3 separate regions of the Gossypium hirsutum genome follow, and regions 1 and 3 are each linked to region 2. A link is a contact called in public Hi-C data. All regions are on one chromosome and are shown on one strand. Each heading gives the region's core, a stretch centred on a gene start, on an enhancer-like site or on the middle of the called end of the contact. The rest is flanking DNA. Distances are from core to core; before and after follow the strand shown.

Evidence for each region. A called contact is a pair of places that touch in the nucleus more often than the background predicts.
Region 1: a Hi-C map of leaf shows a contact between it and region 2, with 2.4 times the contacts expected there. The contact joins the promoter of LOC107951136 here to the promoter of LOC107951131 in region 2. A contact is called at or near these places in 13 of 34 Hi-C or Micro-C datasets (callus, hypocotyl, leaf and 2 more).
Region 3: a contact with region 2 is called in a Hi-C map of leaf, with 2.8 times the contacts expected there. The contact joins the promoter of LOC107952202 here to the promoter of LOC107951131 in region 2. A contact is called at or near these places in 3 of 34 Hi-C or Micro-C datasets (all in leaf).

The regions. Positions count from the first base shown.
Region 1 is chrA02:19,612,485-19,617,453 of Gossypium_hirsutum_v2.1, forward strand. It overlaps LOC107951136 (amino acid transporter AVT6A), which reads left to right and starts at 1,949. Exons shown (of 5, transcript XM_016886070.2): 1 at 1,949-2,426; 2 at 2,526-2,678; 3 at 2,756-2,959; 4 at 3,360-3,825; 5 at 3,975-4,525. The coding sequence starts at 2,003. The coding sequence ends at 4,113. LOC107951137 reads left to right here. Exons shown (of 3, transcript XM_041083046.1): 2 at 726-903; 3 at 1,084-1,182. The coding sequence ends at 872.
Region 2 is chrA02:19,340,416-19,344,847 of Gossypium_hirsutum_v2.1, forward strand. It overlaps LOC107951131 (putative lipase YDL109C), which reads right to left and starts at 2,103. Exons shown (of 12, transcript XM_041083005.1): 1 at 1,660-2,103; 2 at 1,505-1,572; 3 at 950-1,020; 4 at 464-739; 5 at 49-209. The coding sequence starts at 1,949.
Region 3 is chrA02:18,923,102-18,927,609 of Gossypium_hirsutum_v2.1, forward strand. It overlaps LOC107952202 (serine hydroxymethyltransferase 2, mitochondrial), which reads left to right and starts at 1,745. Exons shown (of 15, transcript XM_041082980.1): 1 at 1,745-2,015; 2 at 2,124-2,162; 3 at 2,271-2,357; 4 at 2,518-2,639; 5 at 2,930-3,006; 6 at 3,151-3,275; 7 at 3,482-3,574; 8 at 4,066-4,158; 9 at 4,256-4,453. The coding sequence starts at 1,926.

The DNA.
Region 1 (4,969 bases), core at 699-3,198, 270 kb after region 2:
CACACTTTGCATGGTTCCCCAAAATGGTGTTTGCAGGGGAAATTACTTGACAATAACATAGTTTCGGGAGTCAGGACCACAAGTGTTCTTTCTTTCTTTTTCTGAACTCATTGTTTTCAGAGTTGATAGCTGGTCAAGGGTCGCTTTATATTGTTCTGAAGCTTCATTGTTGTCTCACTGAATTTGTAGCTTTCTGATGCCAGTCTTATTGTTTTGTTTCTATTGAATGTTTTATGTTGTTGATAGGTGATCCTTAATCCGTCTCTAGTTTTCCTTGTTTCTGATTCTCGGCTAATTGCGTTTTGACCGGGCAACGCTATCATATTCCTTAAGGAACAACAAGGCAACTCTAGTATTCTCTAATTGTTAATATCCACTGGAACCTTTGCCCATTGTATGTCTGTTTGAAGAACTTATTCAATCAGTGTAGAAGCCACTGAAGTTTTGGCTATACTGCTTATGACCTAAAATTAATAGCCTACCAGTGATAAAATTGATTAAGGAAAGATGTGAATTCTTGATGTTGACAAGTGATAAGCTTTTCACTTCGTCCTCAGTCTGTGCCCCTTCTACGTACCTTTGTTGGCTTTATTCATAGGCTAACAAGAATATTTTCTCATAATGTAATGCATGTTGTTATGGGGAATGATCAATTAATCATTCATCTATGTGCCTGATCCAGGAAATACCTTTCCGAAAAGGATGATCTATGTTTCTTATTACAGGAACTAAGTTCAATGGGTGACTCCTTCAGACCTTCAGATGTAGAAAGGGCTTTGTGGAGTTCAGCTGTAGGCGTAAAGTTGCAGTCTTCACAGACAGCTCCGGACAAGAAGATCAAGGGAAGCAACAAAAGAAAGAGAAAACATTGAATTATCTATGTGCAAGATGATGGAAACTTTTGTGAGTTCTAACATGGCCAAGTATTAATCTTGTTTACTTGATACTAACACTTTATCAATGTGATGTTGTGCCTTGGTCATATATCTGGCATACATGCATGGAATGCAGCCTGAAATACCTTGTGTTGGATTTAACTGTTTTAGTATGGTTAACCCTCTGATATTAGTTAAATATTGACAGTAGCACAGTACCATGCTATGGCACCTTGCATGAAGTTACTTTGAGAAAATGTCAGAGACCCAAGTTATATGATGAAACCCTTGATCCATCTTTAACTTACGAGGTAATTTCAGTCCTTTTTTCCCCTACTTTATGGATGGTAATTTGCTTGTGGGTGGAATGGTAAAGTGCAGTGCAGGTGCTTTAGATTCAAACCACAGCGTTGTTGAAAGCTAGGTGAACGTACCACCCGGGTTTGGTACTTGAATTAACTAATTAAAGGGACCACGTTAGGCATTATTAACCCACCCACAAGCAAATTAGGGTTGGCCGAAGGACAATGGTCCATTTATGGACTCTTTAATGGTTAGCCTAGCTGTTGCAAACTGAAAGCTAAAAAAGGCTCTCAAATGGCAGAAAAAACATAATTTACACCAATGAAATTCTCGTTTTCTTGGTAAAACAAAATGTAATTTAATAATTGAACCAACAAAAAAAAAAGAAAGCAGTTTTACTATAACAGAAAGAAGTAACAGGAAGATTTAATAAAATTTCCATTTTGAGCAACCAAAAGCTTGGTTTTTTTTTTTTTCATGTAGGGAGATGAGGTCATTGGTTTATAGGTGTCAAGTCGCCATTCGCTTTCCTTGTACTTCCCGTAACCATTGTGTTATTGGAGCCTTTCCATTTCGATCTATAAAATTACACCAAAAAGAAAGGCCGTGACGGACGAAATCTTCAAAGCCCAAAGGACCCTCTCTCGCTGGCTGCGTTTCTATTTTCTGGAAACTTTCACGGTAGTTACACGTGTTCGCAATTTATCGTCCGGTCACTTCCCGCGTGAAGACCTTCCCGACTCGGGACTTGCTATCATCTTCAAAAACTTCCTAAGACTCTTCTTCTTGAACGGCCTCATTCAACGGCTTTAACCACCAAAGTGATGAAAATGAATATTATGCCCTCCTTCTCAGACAGTAAACACCGACGGAGTCCCCGAGGAGAGGCTCTCCTCCCACAAAAGCAGGGCTACCGAGTACTCGAGACTCCCGAAGCCGGCTTTGATGGGGCTTCAACTTCAGGAGCCATTTTCAACCTCTCGACCACAGTTGTGGGAGCCGGTATCATGGCGCTCCCAGCCACCGTCAATCAGTTGGGCCTAATCCCGGGTCTATTCGCAATCATATTCGTCTCTATGCTAACGGGATCATCCATCGATAAGATACTTAGGTTCAGTCGAGCCTCCAAGTCGGCCACGTATTCAGGCGTTGCCGCTGACGCTTTCGGTGGGACCGGCCGTAACATCCTTCAGGTTTGCATCGTCATCAACAATTTGGGCATGCTTGTGGTTTACATGATCATCATAGGTAAGTTTGAAACCCTCCCCCCCCCCCCAAAAAAAAAAATTAAGCTTCGTGGAACGACTAATTGCCCTTCGATCACCTCTGAATTTGAATTGATTGCAGGTGATGTGTTGTCGGGGACATGGGAGGATGGGTTCCACCACAAGGGAGTTATGGAAGAATGGTTCGGTGAACACTGGTGGACAACGCGTTCGGCTTTGCTCATGTTCACCACGCTCTTCGTTTTCGCACCTTTCATTTCATTCAAACGCGTTGGTAACTAACTCACTCCTCAAAAATTCTAAATTGCTGCTATACTTTTATTGAATGCTTGTTGTTTTTCGTGATTTTAGATTCATTGAGATACACATCGGCATTGTCAGTTGGTTTCGTGATCGTATTTGTGGCAATAACAGCGGGAGTTACCATTGTTAAGTTGATGGAAGGGAAAATCGAAATGCCTCGTTTAATGCCGAAACTTGAAAACCAGGCATCGTTTTGGAAGCTTTTCACCACTGTTCCTGTTCTAGTCACTGCTTATATATGCCACCATAACGGTAAGTCATCAGAGATTGATTCCTTCTACACTTCTAAGTATTTATTATCATAATTTGGTTTTGTTTAGTTGTTGGTTCAAGTTGATTATCTTCCAATTTGTACCAAATTAGTTGCATCTTTGAGTTGATTGAATGCTTTAACGGTAAGAGATGCTTAATGTACCTGTTGATACCTAAAACTCTGCGAAGAACAAGTAATCCATTTATGGTTCAACATTACATAGAATTACAAATATGATGCGCTATTGTAACAAAAGTTTTCTCTGAAATAAGTGTTCCAACAACTCTCCTCCTTACATGGCAAATATTGTTAAAATTTTAATATATGCTTGTTTATATGACAATTGATCAACCCTTTTGTTTTTATCTATTTCCTTTTGTCTTGGATACACCTGTGCAGTACTCCCAATAGCGAATGAACTGAGAGACCCTACACAGATGAAGTTAATTGTTAGGAAGTCCCTCATGTTTTGCTCTTCTCTCTACATTGCCACCAGCTTCTTCGGATTAGTTCTGTTTGGAGATCATATTTTGGATGATGTGCTTGCCAATTTTGATGGTGATCTTGGAATTCCGTATAGCTTGTTGCTCGATGACTTGATCAGAGTGAGCTACGGGCTTCACTTGATGCTTGTTTTCCCAATTGTGTTTTTCTCCCTTCGTCTCAACGTAGATGGTCTTTTATTTCCATATGCCATTCCTATTGCCTTTTCCGAAAAGAGGTTCTTCTCAATGACAGTAGCTCTTATGGGTTTTATCTTTATGGGAGCCAACTTTATTCCTAGCATCTGGGATGCCTTCCAGTTCACTGGTGCCACCGCCGCAGTTTGTGTTGGTTATATCTTTCCAGCTGCCATCACCCTTAGGTAAAGTAATAGATGTTTTGTTGAATTCAGTGTCAAATGAACTTTCATGCAACCCCTTGTTAGATGGTGTAGTACTATATATGTTTATAACAGAGTGCACCAGACATTAAAACTAGTTTTGAAGATTAGCTACTGGATTCTTTATGCAGGGACACCCATGGAATTGCAACAAAGAAAGATAGACTAATATCATGGATGATGATATTTCTTGCCGTCTCAACGAGCACGGTGGCTGTGACAAGTGACATTTATGGCATTTTAACAGTTGACAAAGGAGTTATAACCTGATTCTATCGAGGTGTCCGTTTATATATATCCAGTGTTCCGGGTGCAGTGCACTGTTGGAAACCAGAGCTAATGGGCAAGGAGACGATCTGGGTTCTATTCATGCGGTTTACCCTCAAAGCTAACTTGACAAATAGGGGATATGTTTTATATGAGCTTGCTGGGAATAAAGTGAGTTTTCCAGCGTGTCATGAGGTTTGATATGACCTTTTCGATGAAATTCAAGGTGATTTAGCTGTTAGTTCTTGGTCCTTTAGGTGGGTAACAAATAGGAAAATTTTATTGATTGATTATTCATGATCTAAATTTAATTGAACGTGTTTCTCATTATGTAATCAAACTAAATTCTTACCGTTGCATGGGTTACTGTATTATTATTATTTTTTGAGAAGTTAAAGTTACAATTTGCTTAAAAGTAGATGTATTTTTCGTAATTTGGATTTTTATTCGAATTTATTCTTTACTTTTCAAAATAAAAAATTTAAGTCTATTTATTAACATTATTAAAAATTTTTGTTGAATTTACTGGCAAAGCATCTCGAAATTTAAAAAAAAAAAATTCGTTTGGTATCCATATAAAAAAAACATTATAATGGACATCAATTTAATAAAGAATTCTAATAGTGCTAATAGTTCTTAAAAATTGATATCATCATTCTAATTAGAATAAATAATTTAGACTAGCTAATGACATTATAAAAATTAAGGTATCAAATTATGTCAAAATTAAAATATATAGATTAAATCTCAAATTTAAGCAAAATATAGTAGATTGTCCATAGGCGGGCCGCCCGGTCCATCTAAAAGATCTGCCTAAAAAGTAGGAGGGTTTAGGCAAAAATATAGACCTGAAAAATGG
Region 2 (4,432 bases), core at 853-3,352:
CCGCTCTCTCACGCTTTAAAATAACAAAGGAATCTTGCAAAAACTCACATAAATTTAAGATCTTCACAATCGTTGACCATCCGAAGAAGAAGTGGTGGTTTTCCATCCTTTCCATCGGTCAAAAACAAATGTTTTCCAGTTCTACCAAGCAACCACGATATTCGAGCAGCAAACTTTTCAAGTGCACGGGAGCCACGGAACAATGGAACCTGAATAATGCAAAGCCATGACAAGAATACTATTACCAATCTGTATGTAAAAAGTGTTAACCCATACTCAATGGTCAAAGACTTCATTGTTCAACGTTATCACTCAATTGCATTCTATTGCATACCTGCAGAGAAGATGAATCAGTAGTCTCAATCAGAACTTAATTGAAGACTAAACTTCAAAAGTGCATTTCATACTCGAATAGTGAGGGAAAGAAATCTATCCAATAATTCTTGGAGCATGAATGAACTACCTGTTTATGCCACAGAGACCCAAGGTGTGGACTTGCAAATGTAATGAAATTCATGGGCTCTAGTCCAGCAATTTTGCCTTTTAATTGCCCTTCAGGGCATAAATCTTTATCTCCCAAATGGTCAGTTCCACAATCTCCATTTGTTTGAGAAGTTTCTTGAGTTAGGTCTTGTTCATAAAGCCGCGCAATGGCATACCTTGCTACAAGGCCACCTAATGAATGACCAACGAAAGAAATCTTCTGAACACTTGGGTGACAGCTTATGACAAGTTTAACCTGAAAAAGGTAAACTTAAATTAATATAAATGATTTCTGTCAAATATATATATATATTATAAATGGTAAAAATGGAAGTACAGAGTATCAAACTACAGAACAATAACATATCAACGGTAAACGGCAGTTAGCAAAATTGGAAAATAATCTGAGTTGCAATCATGAATAATGAACCTTATTGAAGACAAATAAAATTGATAGCACACATACCTCCTCTGCTAATCTGTCGCCCATTACATCGACACCATCAAATGTCAACGTTGAAGAATTGCGCTCACTGCCTGCATTGCGCATTAAGTCATTAACCATTCAGTACTTATTTCACCATGAAATTCATCAACAATATCATTAACTCATTATCACGAATATTCATTTAGTGAATGGGTCTTGCGTTCTCTTCACCAATTAATTAGGATGGTAACAATCCAGCAAAATATTAAATAAGAAAAAAACACAATTTGATGAATAACAATCAAAATTTGAATCCTGGATCAGTCATTGGTGAGACTTATCTACTTATAACTTCGGATAGATCTAAAGTCTAACCCAGGTTAAATTAATTCAACAGCATTGGAGTATAAGACTCCAAATTACTTAGCAGACTACTTATGAAATTCTATTAGAGATTAATTATGAAACAGTTCAAAAAAATAACTTTGTAAGAAGAGAAGGGTGAGATGAGTAAATCATTAACTTGAAACTAATTAGCATTTAGCATAATCACAGTTAATACATACAAAAAAAATGGAGTACCGAAGTACTCACAATGAACAATAACATTCTCAGGATACGTCTTTAAAAGCTGCTTCGCTGCAAATCTCCAATTCTGAGCACTGCAAAGATACCAATCCAAAAATCAATCAAGCAGTTCGGAACACATAAATAATATTAATAAAAAAACGATTAAAACCGAGATTAACCTGCCAATGATGCCATTAACCATGATAACTAGATGAGTAGGATTGTTACGCTCTCCCGGAAACTGGACTTCCATATCGACACCTCCGTTCTCGTGGGATTTCGTTCTCAAGCATCCAAATCTCGGCAAACTCAATGATCTTCTATTCTTTTTTTTCTTCATCTTCTTCTTTTTCTCCTGCTGATTCAGTATCTTATTACTAGTATTATTGTCTTCCCTAACCTTGATCTCTTCAGCAACATCAACTTCCTTCTCCGGTACTCCTCTACAATCTCCCTCCATATCCGCCATTTTGAAGCTTAAAAACAGAGCTAAGGTAATAAGAAACAATCTTAAAGTGTTGTATTAAGCTAGATTTTTGTGTTGGATTTTGATAATGAGAAAATGGAGGGAGTCAAAATAAGCTAGCCAGGATTTAAAGAAGTGAAGAGGGGGACAATGAAGATGGTGAGGGCGGGCGGTTTTTGTAGTTACGGGTTTGTTAGCTAAATGGGGCGACCCGCTGGTCCCCTCTCTTTAATTTTAAGAGATTGCCCTTGATTTTATGGTTTTATTACGGGATAAATTTGTTTCCATCGGCTGATGGGTTGAGGATAAAATCGTCATCCTGTAAGTATATTTGTTTTTGTGCTTCAATCTTGATTTTTTCTTCTAGAAGGAGACAGAAATGACACGTTTAATCTTCGGAAACTTTTGTCTTCAAATTTTAAAGCCTCGTTTTTTCAACTCGGACGGCTATTTCTTAATTACCAATTTTTTTAATTTTTCTAATTCTTAAATCATCTATTTTAATTTTTACTCCCGGATAAGTGAAAGAGGGGAGTGAGTTTATTTAGAATTGAATCCAATTTTTATACCTACAACATAATGATTTTGTAACTGAATTAAAGATTGTTAACGAGAATCAATTAATATTGAATTATGTATCTGAAGCAATACAAATAATCGATTGACTTATTAATTGATATGAGTCAATTAAATTTGATTAAATTAGTGGTTGAATTAAAGTTTATAATTTTTTAAAATTTTATAAATTTTTAATAATTTATTTAATTAAAACTAAACGTACTAATTGGATCAACAATTTATGGCCTAGCCTTTGATAACTACCTATTTGTATTTATAATCTCTTTTCAACCCTTTACTCAAATTCATATATTCGTCATTGTTACAATAGCAACAGTATCAATTGGGATAAAGTTCAATTGTATTATATTATTATTTTAATGTATTACACTTGTATTTAAAATATCATATATTTTTTTTATAGGGTGATAAAGTGTAGGATTTATTAAAAAAGTCTAAGCTTGTTTGAACTAGATCATGCTGATCGGTTAGATTAAGAATCAATTGAGATATTAATTTGGTGAGAGATTTTCAATCGTTAACTTAAAAATCAGTACGAACTAAACAAAAAAAATGATTGAATTGAATTTTTAATATTTTATTTTATAATTTTATTAATAATTTATTTTATAGAACTTATCGCAACAATTAAATCATGAACCAATAACGTGATTAATTTGAGTACCAATCCAAATTTGAAAATTTTGCAAAAAATCAAAATTAATAACTTAAATACAAATCATTTACCTGGATAAACTATTAGAGTAATAATTCGTATTAAAAAATAACGTATTTTTATAATTAGTATAATGCTATGTTTTAACTAACTTATTATACATATATCTTTGTCGCATAAGAATATTAAATACCAAAAGCATGGAAGCACCAACTTCGAAGTTAGGCATACATATGAATATGGTATTATATGCTATGTTCCAACTTTAAATTAGGTTGGAAATGATATAATACCAAATAATATTATTTTTCGAGCCAAGCAATTAATATATATTTTGTGCAAGTCTGTACTAATGGAACATACATTCATATGTAAAAAGACTAAGCAACTCTAACTATATTAAGAAAATAAATAAATTAATGTTGAAAAATCAAATGTGTATGGTCCTAAGTCTATGCCTCTTAATGTCAAGCTATCTAGAAGTCCTCCAACCTTTTTTGGTCAATGGCAAGAAGGAGAGACTCTTCAAATGTTATCAACATTCCAACATAGATAACCTTTCTAGAAACCATTTAACATCTGTCTTTCACCAATCATCCATTAATTCTCGCTTCTTGTCATCAACTACATGGGTTGTTTCCAAAAGAAATGGGTAAATGTTTAATTTCCTCACTTTTTTTTATTTTGGTTTTAACTTTTTTTTAAAAAAAATTATTTTGATTTTAACATTTAAAATTTAGTTAAATTATTTTTTATGAGATAGAAAAATTGACTCGACTGTTAAAATTTTACTGTTATTGGCATAATAGGCAATGCAACTTTCTTTGTGTACTTTACTAGTAAGAGAAAAGATTGTATGAAACGGTGGCGCCACGTCATCTGTATCCCTTTCTAATAGTTTTATGCCACATCAGTACTTTTATCCTGAATTTTAGTATTTTAATTTGGATTTGATTTTTTTCAGGATAAAATCCTGAAATTCAGGATAAGAGTACTGATGTGGCATAAAACTATTGGAAAGGGATACAGATGACGTGGCGTCACTGTTTCATACAATCCTTTCCATTAATTTTTTTAAACAAAATTTGTGAATCTTTTTCGTTGAATTTTTTTTTATGAAATATACATGGATTTCCACATAAATAGTCATACCAGTATTGTTAAAATTTCAATGGTCTAATTACTTTTCCCATTTAAAAATAAATAATTTAACTAAATTTTAAAAATAAATTGCCAAAATAATAAAAATAAA
Region 3 (4,508 bases), core at 495-2,994, 420 kb before region 2:
TCCTCCTATTTATCTCTAACTCGGCTGAAATTCCAGCTACCTTCCTCCTGGTTAAGCGGGCCTGCTCCTAATCCAGACCATCCTACCATTGCGAACAACCCAATTGATCCTTGAGGTGAATAAAGTAGTAATCTTTGGCAAGGAGCTCCATGTTTAGAAGTATTCATTACAAGTTGTGAATTGTTGGGGTTCAGAAAGTATTTAGCTATATGAGTTTTGAGTCCTCATGCATCAGTCTCCAGCCCAACTTAGCGAAGAGAGCTTTATATATATATTGGCGGGGGGGGGGTATATATCTAACACCCCCTATGTTTAAGGAGAGTAATGATGTCCCAACTAGCTAAATGTAGTGTCGAGTGTGATTCTGTCCCTCCCCACAAGAAGTTCTTATTAATACGGTCGAGACTGTTTAGAATAGAAGCTGGAAGTAGTTTGGGATGGTAGACTGGATAATAACTAATCGGCTTGTTGGAGAGAGACGGTTTGCTTACTCAAAGCGTCCAATATTCTATTTAAAAAAAAGTTATTAAAGAAAAATGAAGAGAATTTGTGTATTTGTATCACAAATCGTATTCTGTAAGTAATGTGTAACTGTAAGGCAGCATGTAAGATAAAATATGCGAAAGGGCTGCATGATTTTTAATGTTTTGTATAAGGATATGGGAAGTTTTGAATTGTACAAAAAAAATAAAAATAAAAATAAAAATTGAGAATACAAAATTCAATTTAATTCCTCCATTTCAAATATAATAAAAATGAAAAACTATATTGTGATTCTCACTTTCTTTTTTTAATGAACCAAACTGTTTTTTGATTAGTTTGGCCACCTTTTATAGATTTCAAACCACAACGTTTAGAACCAGTCACCTACTACTACTGTTCTCAATTTTTAAAATATAATTTTGAGTGCAGGTTTAGGTTTAGGTTTAGGCTTAGGGGTGAGAGTTTGTATAAAAAAATTTCGAGTAATTTAATTAGCAATTAGGAGTAAGCATTTAACCGAATCGAGTGAAAAAAATTAGAGTTAATTGAGTTATATTTTATTATTCTAACTTGATTTGATTTTTTTTAAATTGAGTCGAGTGAAATTGTTTGAGTTAAATTAAAAAAATTAAATATGCTACATTATAATTAATTCCATATTACAAAAAATTTAAAAAAGAAGAAGAAGATAATTTAGCATGATAAACTTAAATCATTAATTAATATATTTTAAAATTTTAACTTTATTTATATATTGTTTAGAAATTTTTTTATAATTTAAAAACATATAAATTTTGAATTTTTTATGAATATTTTGAATTTTTAAAAAATATTTTGTTTTTTTTAATTTTTGTTAAGATAGATCAATTAGTTCATTTCTAAAATTGACAAGAGTTGAAGGGGTTTGTTATTTGAGTTAACTTGAATAACTCAGTTCAATTAACTCAAAATTTAAATTTTTTTCAAATTTTGAAATCGAATTGAATTGAGTTTTGTTTATCAACTGAATTTATTTTGATACTTACATTTCTTTCACAATTATAAAAGCTTGATGATATAATACTATAAAATTGTATTATGTGATTAAATCTTCTTTGATAAAACTAATCTAATTATCACATTCAAGTATAAAAAAAATACTTGAAAAAAAATTAAATACTAGAATAATTGTAAATTTGAAGTAAAAGGGAAAAAATTATCAAATTAACCCATATTCCATAGATTTGAGAAAGTGACGTTACACCGCAAAAGCAAAGCAACCAACCCCGTCCCGCCCGAACAAACTTGGATCTGACATATCACAGCCCGCACTTCAATACTTTACTTATACATAATATCAATAATAATCCCAACACAAACAAAACATTTTCAGTCCTCCACCAACCCACTCTAAACACTCTTTTGTTTTTTTCCCTTGGAACAGCTGAGCCAAGACGCGAGTAATGGCGGTGGCAATGAGCTTTCGTAGATTGTCTTCCTCCATCAAGTCCCCAACCAGACCTCTCTTCAGTGGCAGCTCCCTCTATTATATGGTTCTACATCTCTATTTCCTTCTTTTTTGTTCCATTCCTTCTTTAGTTAAATTTCATCTTTCTTTCTTTCTTTTTTTCTTTTTTTCTGATTTCTTTTTTCATTTGCAGTCAACAGCTGCGGCAGAGAAAGAGAAAGCTCGTGCTAATGTAAGCGTCATTAGTAATATTATTTTCAAAGGAGCTTTAGATCTTTGATCTTTTTAATTGTGATTTATGCAAAAAAAAAAAAAACTAAAAACGTGTTTGGTTGTGCAGCGGATACATCAGTTGAATGCTCCGCTAGAGGAAATCGATCCTGAAATTGCTACCATAATCGAACTCGAGAAAGCTAGGCAATGGAAGGTTTTTTTTTTTTGTTAATAAATTCAAATCTCGAGCCTTTTTTTCGCATTTCTGGTTTTTATTTTATAATCTATTTTCTTTTCTATAACTTCAGTCAGGTATTTGATTGATTAAGAGATCAAATCGTTTTTTATTTTATTTTCTGTTTAATGTCTAATAGGGACTAGAACTTATACCATCAGAGAATTTTACATCCCTATCAGTAATGCAAGCAGTGGGCTCTGTCATGATCAACAAGTACAGTGAAGGGTATCCTGGTGCTAGATACTACGGAGGAAACGAGTTAAGACGATCTACTTTGATTTTGCCTATTGTTAATTTTATTTCACTGCTAATATCAGTTTAAAAATGGATGTGGGTTCATCTACAAATTGATTTCAGACTGGTTGTAATTTTCAGGGGATTGAATTGGAAAATAAGATGCATTGCTAGAGATGTTATATGTGGTTTTACTTTTTAGTATAAATTATTGATAACTATGTTGATCTGATTCTTCATTTTTCTTTAAGTCAGTCCGAGTAACATTAATTGGTTAAAGTCACTGTCTAATGTTGTTAATTCTATTTGATCAGATACATTGACATGGCTGAGTCCTTGTGTCAAACGCGTGCACTAGAGGCTTTTGGGTTGGATCCTGCGAAGTGGGGAGGTGAATGGATCATGCAAACCCTTTTCTATATTTAGTTAAATATCTGTTTTTACCCTTTATTTTGAGCATGCGAAGGATTCTATGTACAGAATATTTACTTTCTAGGTAGCATATAACTCATCCTGTATCTGTTTCATTATGCAGTCAATGTGCAGTCACTTTCCGGATCTCCTGCTAACTTTCAGGTTTATACTGCATTGTTGAAACCTCATGAGCGAATTATGGCACTAGATTTACCCCATGGTGGACATCTTTCACATGGTTATCAGGTGCTTACCAATTCCATCAATCACGAGCTTTTCTGCTGAACTTGGTTATAGTTTTGTCTTCTCTTGTTAATTCTAGTTTTTTTTTATTTTTTATCTGCATTTATTTTCTAAAGAAATAGCATATCAGGTAACATTACTTTATGGCCAATCAACTGGTGTTTATAGTGTTTGAAACTCAAGTGTTGATTCTTCTTTGCATCATACAGACTGACACTAAGAAGATATCTGCTGTGTCAATATTCTTTGAGACAATGCCATATAGATTGAATGAGGGTACAGGTTATATTGACTATGATCAGGTAGCGCTTCTCTTCTCTTCTCTTCTATGTTGGTAGAGATGTGAATTTCTCTTTCTTAAATTTCATGCATCTTCAGAAACAGTGTCTGCATTTTGGGTAATCTAGACATGTGTAACTAACAACTTTATCAAGTTCAAAACCTGGAATGCACATTCTGATCAATGTTTCTCTTACTTCTCACAACCCTTTTGAGATTCATGGCTAGAACATTTTGTGAATACTTATTACATGCTTTAAGCATAATTTGACAAAGGAAATAATTATATCTTATAGTTAAAATAAATTTCAATGAATGGTTTGGATTTTTCTGATGTATGGAACTTGCATATATTTCATAAATGAAATTCAACAGTGGAGTGGAAGCTACACGTCTTATCTGTGTCAAAATCTCTTTGCAGAAAATTTTCTTGCATGCAAGTATTTTCTTGACTTAGGTGAAACTTGAGAGACTCTTTCAAATAGTTGATTTAGATGAATTGAAATGTTTGCAGCTAGAGAAAAGTGCAGTGCTTTTCAGACCAAAACTTATAGTTGCTGGTGCCAGTGCTTATGCTCGCCTTTATGATTATGCTCGTATACGCAAGGTAAACACCCTTGACTTGCAGTTGGAAGACTTCATATATCAGTGGAAATTTTGACTCACCTTTAAGATACTAAGAGACTCTAATTGCTTATTGACAGGTCTGTGATAAGCAGAAAGCAATTATGTTGGCTGACATGGCACATATTAGCGGGTTGGTTGCTGCAGGTGTTATTCCATCTCCTTTTGAATACGCTGATGTTGTGACAACCACAACACACAAGTCACTTCGTGGTCCACGTGGTGCTATGATTTTCTTCAGGAAGGGACTCAAAGAGATTAACAAACAAGGGAAAGAGGTGAGTATGTTCTAAGTTTTGGTGTGTTTCTCTCTCTCTCTCTCTCTCTCTCTTA